2 separate regions of the Gasterosteus aculeatus genome follow, and region 2 is linked to region 1. Evidence: chromatin contacts called from public Hi-C data. All regions are on one chromosome and are shown on one strand. Each heading gives the region's core, a stretch centred on a gene start, on an enhancer-like site or on the middle of the called end of the contact. The rest is flanking DNA. Distances are from core to core; before and after follow the strand shown. Region 1 has its middle 3.4 kb from the start of rac1b. Region 2 overlaps cyth3b (cytohesin 3b).

Region 1 (3,083 bases), core at 579-3,078:
TGGGAGGACGACGACGATGCCGCCAGCGGAGACCGGACAAAATGAGCCAACGGGAGCGGTGATGTATGAGGGCGGATGAGGGAACCGATGCTTCGCGTTAACCCTCTTTACTCGCCACGTGGGATCCAAGAGCCGCCCGTCCGTTCCGAAGGGGATCGTTGCCGGGTGGACAGTGGATTTTACACTCTGCCTCTTCTGTCTGGACGGCGAGGGTTTTTGGCGTCGACTTGAAGACGGACAAATGTTACCGTGGTACTTTGTAGACACCGTTCATTGTTTCACGTTTATCAGGTGCTCGGTGTCAACATCTCTCTTTGATTTAAAAAAAGTAAATATCTACCCTGTGGCACGAGCAAGCATGTTTTTTCTTGTCTGTGGCACGGACACTTAATTAGGGGCGAGATGTGTAAGCGGTGCGTGTGGAGGTCTACAGGCGAGCGGTACAGCTGTCACTACGCAACATTTACAGTCCGTTATTAAGTGCAGTCTGATTGGGAATCAGTGCATTTCTTCGGTGTGTCACACACACACACACACACACACACACACACACGTGTTGTTTCACTCGTTGTTAGTCGTTCTGCATATCTGGTAAAAAGCGTGGGTGAAAAATGTATCTATCTGTTTTTATTTCTTGAAAAGAGTGTGTGGCGAGATGAGCGAGTAGGGGGGGTCACAGCTGAGAGTAAGGATGGCTGAGTAGTAATAATTGAATGAAATCACAATTCTCAGCCTTTCCTGTCCTTCTGATGACCTTTCATTTGTTTTCTAGGTTTGCTAAAGTGCCCTTATAATGTATTAAAATATATTTTGTCACATTTGTTAAGGCTATTTTGAAATACCTTTTTTTAGCTTTTTCTTACAGTTTATACAACCAGCCCCTCTTGCATCACATGTCTTCACCTTCAATTTCTCTTGTAATTTCTTATCTCCTGTTATTTGGGTAGTTGGAATTCAAGTAGAACAAAATGTCATCAATATCCACACTGCACACCCAGCAAAGAGAATAAAATATAACAATGAATCATTACAGTTATCTATGAGAGGGTATTCAAATCCGGTGTTTCTTGCTCCTAATCCCATACTTACAGTCAACACTAAGGTCTATTTTCATCCCACAGATATTCTCTACAGTTCACAAAGACATTAACTTGTACAATTCAACTTCTCAAGTCTCTCAGCCTACATCCAGATTAAAGAAAAAAGGTGTCTCTTTAAGTTGTATAGCTGCCTGAGAGTTACTAATATTGAACCCTCGACTGTATGGGTTTAGCGTCACCTCCCCGACCCCTCTTGGTCGTAGCTGAGACGTGCATTTGGAGACGTCCTTCTGCAGGAGCGGTTGCAGTACCACATCTGTTCACACGGGGGAAGCATCCTGCCACTGCTGGATCCACCTGCCTGTATGTCATCATAAAGGAACAAGGGAGAATAATGAAGCAGTAATTATACTGATGTGTTAAAAATATATCCAGTCAGGACATCTGTGAAAGGGTTTGTTCTACTGCTGTGCAACCGTTGGTCATGATTTATAATATCTGTTTTCTTCCTTAACACTTCCCCAACGTCGTTCGTCCATAAGTCTACTTCTGGAAAGAAAATGTAAACTCCCCTTCCATCTCCGTCATCTGATGCACATCAATTAAAAATTCACATGTGACCCATCTCCGAATTTAAAGCAACATCACTGATAATAAATTCATCTCAGACCCATTTGGCGCCTCACTATAATGTGCACTACTTTTGAGAAGATTGCTGACACCCTCGCTCCATGTAAGACATCCTCAGCAAACTCACCCCAACCAGTCACTCTGCTGCCAGGCTGCGGAGGAAAAACCATCGGGGGTTGCCAAGGCAACTGTATTCCTCCGTGTGACAGACGAACCCCACTGCCCCCCCCCTCCCTTACCCACCCACTTGTTCTGAAAAAAGAGGATTTATTTCTGTGGGATTTGCGAGGGGGAAACATATTCCATTAGGGGTTATCATAGAGGACTGGCAGCAAAAGAGGGGGGAGAGATCTATAGATGAAAGATAAGTCGGGTCATCACTACTCTGTTTTTGTCTTTTGGTGAAAAAACAAGAGTTTCAGCCTTTGGCGTCTGCGGCAGCTCACGCGTGTTTTATTTGAGTGAGTGTGAAAGAGGGATGATGCAGCGAAAGGCAGGGATTCAATTAAAGCTGCAATGCAGCGTATTTAATTCCAGAGACATTATTCATGAACTTTAACCAATTCATTTGGGTGAGTTTTTGTAATTCAGTATTTGGAAAGAATGAGTGACAGCTGGCAGAAGTGGCCTTTTGGTCACAATAGTCACAAAGCCTGCACTAACGTCATAAACCTCCGATATCAATTAGAAGAGGTGTAGTTTTAGTTAGTGAAGTTTAAGTACGAACCAATCAAGAGAGACTCCAGAACACAGTTGAGTCTTTAGATCACAACTCTGTGTAAATGAGGACAGACTGTTACATTTGCTGCTTAATGTCACATCTAGATTTTTTTAATTTGGTAAACAAACAGCGTTTCTATCTGGATGTCCATCAGCCAGTTTATAAATAATAAACATTTAGTCATTATGTCCATGCATAAAGAATGGATTACGAATGCTAAATGTAATCAAACAATAATCCACATGATTTGATCTCTGAAGCTTTTAGGGACTTATGCTCAACCCCCTCAACCTCAGTTTGGGGTTTTGTCATTACTTTGTGTAACGTCCTCTTTGCACTTTCCTTCAATAGACCTTTCATTTGAAGGCTGTGAAAGGGGGGAGGAGGGGGGACAAGAGGCGTAAATGCAAAGTGTTTAAAAAGGAAGAGATCAGGTGCTGAGATGAGCTGCAAGCTGACCTCAAAACTGAATCAAAGGAGTGAGCGTGTGTGGGGGAGGAGAAAAGGGAGAGGAAGCAGAGAGGGAAATGTGCAGGAGGGAGACTTGTGTATTTGCTGCAGTCATATCATGTGAACAAAATAGGTCATACAGGCAAAAGAGCATTTAAATATCCAACTATTTTTAGAGATGTTTGGGAGAATTATTTTGTTCCCCTACTTATTTTTTATTTTTGAAGACTTGCCTTCTTGCA
Region 2 (3,017 bases), core at 372-2,871, 33 kb after region 1:
ACAGCGTACATATTACGTACTGTTACTGTTCAGTGAGGAGAACCTCGCTCCCTGTCAGGGACCTAAATGTTGCTCTCTAATCACCCGCGTAGAGGATGGTGCAACATCTAAGTCTGAGTTAGCTCAGCAGAACACTAGTATACTGTAACATAATGCAACCCCCCACCGTTTCCATACTATCAAAGGGTTTGCACTGGGGAAATGATGAGGGATTAGTCACTGCTTCGAGCGGCCCAGGCGTGAGCCAGCAAACCCAGCGCTGCCATCCAGGAGAGGCAGCTCCAAACTGGGCTGACGGAGCCACGGAACCACGGAGGCCAACAAGCTTGTGCTTCACCAGAGGGGGTCCGGGGGGACTCGGGGGTCTGTGGAGATGAAAGGGGTTTTATGGAAATGGTGATTTTGTGGAGATGATCACAGAGGCAACGCTGCATCTGCTCGACTTGAGTCAAAACCCCACAGAGCCCGATGATGGTGGAGGAACTGGGTCAATGGGGAAAGTGGGCTCATAAATAAATGTGATCTGTTAGTGAAAGTTTCATCAGGTTTTACATTTTGTTGAGGGCAGAAATGTTATTTTGCATTAGTCACAGGAGCCTCGCTCGGATTCACAGTTGGGCTTTTGTTTCATGAAATTGGGTTGTGTAAAATGACAACGAGTGGTGCAGAAAAGCAGGATAGTCATCAAATACAGATTCATTCTCCAGCGCGTGGCGTCGCAAAGGCAATCGGAGATATCCGCAGTGGGGGGTTGAGCCTCTTCTTGCTTTGTGCTGGTGCTAACGCGATTTAGCAGCCGTGAAACTGGGCTCCTCGGTGGAGCCCGAATGGATTCCTGATTCACTTGCTCTCATTGTGCTCTGCCTTTTGCATCGCTGCAGGAAAAAAGGGCCAGCGAAAAGAGTCAATCATCTTGAGCACATTTGTTCGCCCTCCTTCAGACCTTTCAACCTTCAGAGTAGTGAGGGGGGAAGTTTGGGATTGTGTCTTTTAGCCAACCCGAGTACCAAGAAAGAACTAGTGAGCAGGAGGGTTCCTCTTCAGAAACCATGGAAACCAAACTAGGTCGTTGCACAAACTCTTTTTTTTTTGATGATCTAGCTAAAGAAGGGGTTTGTATAAATGTGCCAACATTTCCATATCAAAGATGCTCAAGACCCTCATCACATGTTACCGTATTATTTATTTTGTCACTGTCCTTTTGATTGACCTCTTCTCCAGGGCCAGCATTAGCCGAGACCCCTTCTACGACATGCTGGCCACCAGGAAGAGACGCATCGCCAACAAGAAATGAAGCGGGAGGGTCTTCTTGACCCCCGTCTTTCCCTCCATCCGTTGATGAACACACGACACAAACCACGCCCCCCGGAGAGATGCCAAAACCCCAATTACACAAACCTCAGTGTCTCTCCTGGACTCTCCACAAGTCATGTGCCCTCGCTGGGGAGACATCACACAGCCCACTGAGGGGATTGATCCGCCGACTCTCTCACACACCAAACAACCAACCGGGCCGATCTGTTTCTCCTCCATCTCATGCACACCCCCTACCTCTCCCTCTCATGGTCATTACATGTTCCAGGTCTCCCTAAAGCACAACTGCCACGTTTCAGGTGCAAATGCATGTATGTGGGTTATTATAGGCCAATATGTATGTATGTGTGTGTGTGTGTGTGTGTGTGCGTGTATATATATGCAGTGGTGTGCATGCTATCAGTGCACACAGTATCTACATTATGGGTGCGGAAGCGAGCGCTCCGACCACTGTGCTTTATGAAGACGTCCTAATTCGAAGCCCGAGTGCAACGTGAGGATGAGTGGGGACGTCTGGAGGCTGGAGTTGTGGGAAGAGGAGACAAGCGGACATGTTTGGGAGGCGGCGAGTCGATCTTGCGCAGCATAAGCTCACCTGCGACGTGTCGCCGTCGTCTCACTCAGGTGCTGAATTCTTCTGCCACGTGGCTGAAGCCGTCTCAGAGTAAGCTCAGAGAGCGGTGCTGGCTTACATTTAGGTTCCTACAGACGTGTCACAGGCTTGAGTCAGCTGGGCTGATTTCACTCATTTGTGTGCAGCAGAGAATTTTTGAAAATGTGCATACTTTTTTGTTTTAGTTGCTTAGAAAAGGAGCTTTTGCCGAGGTCTGAGATAATATTTGCGTTTTGGACTTGGAGTCGCAATCCGTATGAGAAGTGAGCACAGGTTGATTTGGTGACATAACCTTGGTTTAAAGAAGGCAACAGCCAGTGAGGTTTAATAAAATAAAAAAAAAAAGTCAATAATTGTAACTGCAATCTGATTTACTGCTCATGTTCTGATCTCTTGTTCCAAAATGTGAAAAGAATCAGAGGCCAATAACAATGTGGCAGATATCCATGTTATACAATTCAACACAGTAATGCTGGATCAGATGCATGCGTGTTTTCCTGTGAACCCCTGGGGCATGTTGATCCAGCTGCCAATGAAAAGTAATATCTAAAAGCTGCTTCCAGAATGTGGAAACATATATTGGCGATTGCAGATTGAATGCTGACCAGAAAGGAAGTCAGAATGGGGTTTCTTAAGGACTTCAACTTTTAAAAAGTCCACCACGCAGGCTTTATCTACGGCGACGCACCGGCCCAATGGGGTACCAGTCCAATTAAGCTTTTTCTCCTCTTGTCTGTGGCCTATATGAGTGAAGGTCAATGTGCTGTTGTGATCCTGTTTGCAGTTGGTTCGTAATCCTAAAGAATTCCTGCTTGCTTTTGTGTTCCTCTTTAAAAAAAAAAAGCATATAAATAATAACCAACTATAATTTTTGTATTTATTTTAATTTGTGAAATGGTTTAATACTATCTGTAAATGTTAAACAATGTATGCTTAAGTTATGTATGTGTGTGGATATATAATGTGTAGGTTTTTCTGGTTACTTTGTTGTTGTATGCACACTCTGTGTAACATGTCTGAGCCAACAGGCAGACTTTTGCTGAAGTTCGGGGTCTTCTTTCAAAAGCCTTAAACATAATCATAAGAAAAC

Evidence for each region. Hi-C and Micro-C count contacts between places; a contact is called where the count stands out from the background.
Region 2: a Hi-C map of tail fin shows a contact between it and region 1, with 5 times the contacts expected there. The contact joins two enhancer-like sites. A contact is called at or near these places in 3 of 6 Hi-C or Micro-C datasets (skeletal muscle, tail fin and whole body).

Annotation. Positions count from the first base shown.
Region 1 is chr11:12,098,688-12,101,770 of fGasAcu3.hap1.1, forward strand. No RefSeq gene overlaps it. Among protein-coding and RNA genes, the nearest start is that of rac1b, 3.4 kb to the left of the region's middle. Within about 2 kb of position 1,829, at least 1 of the 9 cell types and tissues checked has open chromatin away from gene starts, as enhancers often do.
Region 2 is chr11:12,131,895-12,134,911 of fGasAcu3.hap1.1, forward strand. cyth3b (cytohesin 3b) reads left to right here. Exons shown (of 14, transcript XM_040191796.2): 14 at 1,222-3,017. The coding sequence ends at 1,294. Among protein-coding and RNA genes, the nearest start is that of cacng5b, 9.5 kb to the right of the region's middle. Within about 2 kb of position 1,622, at least 1 of the 9 cell types and tissues checked has open chromatin away from gene starts, as enhancers often do.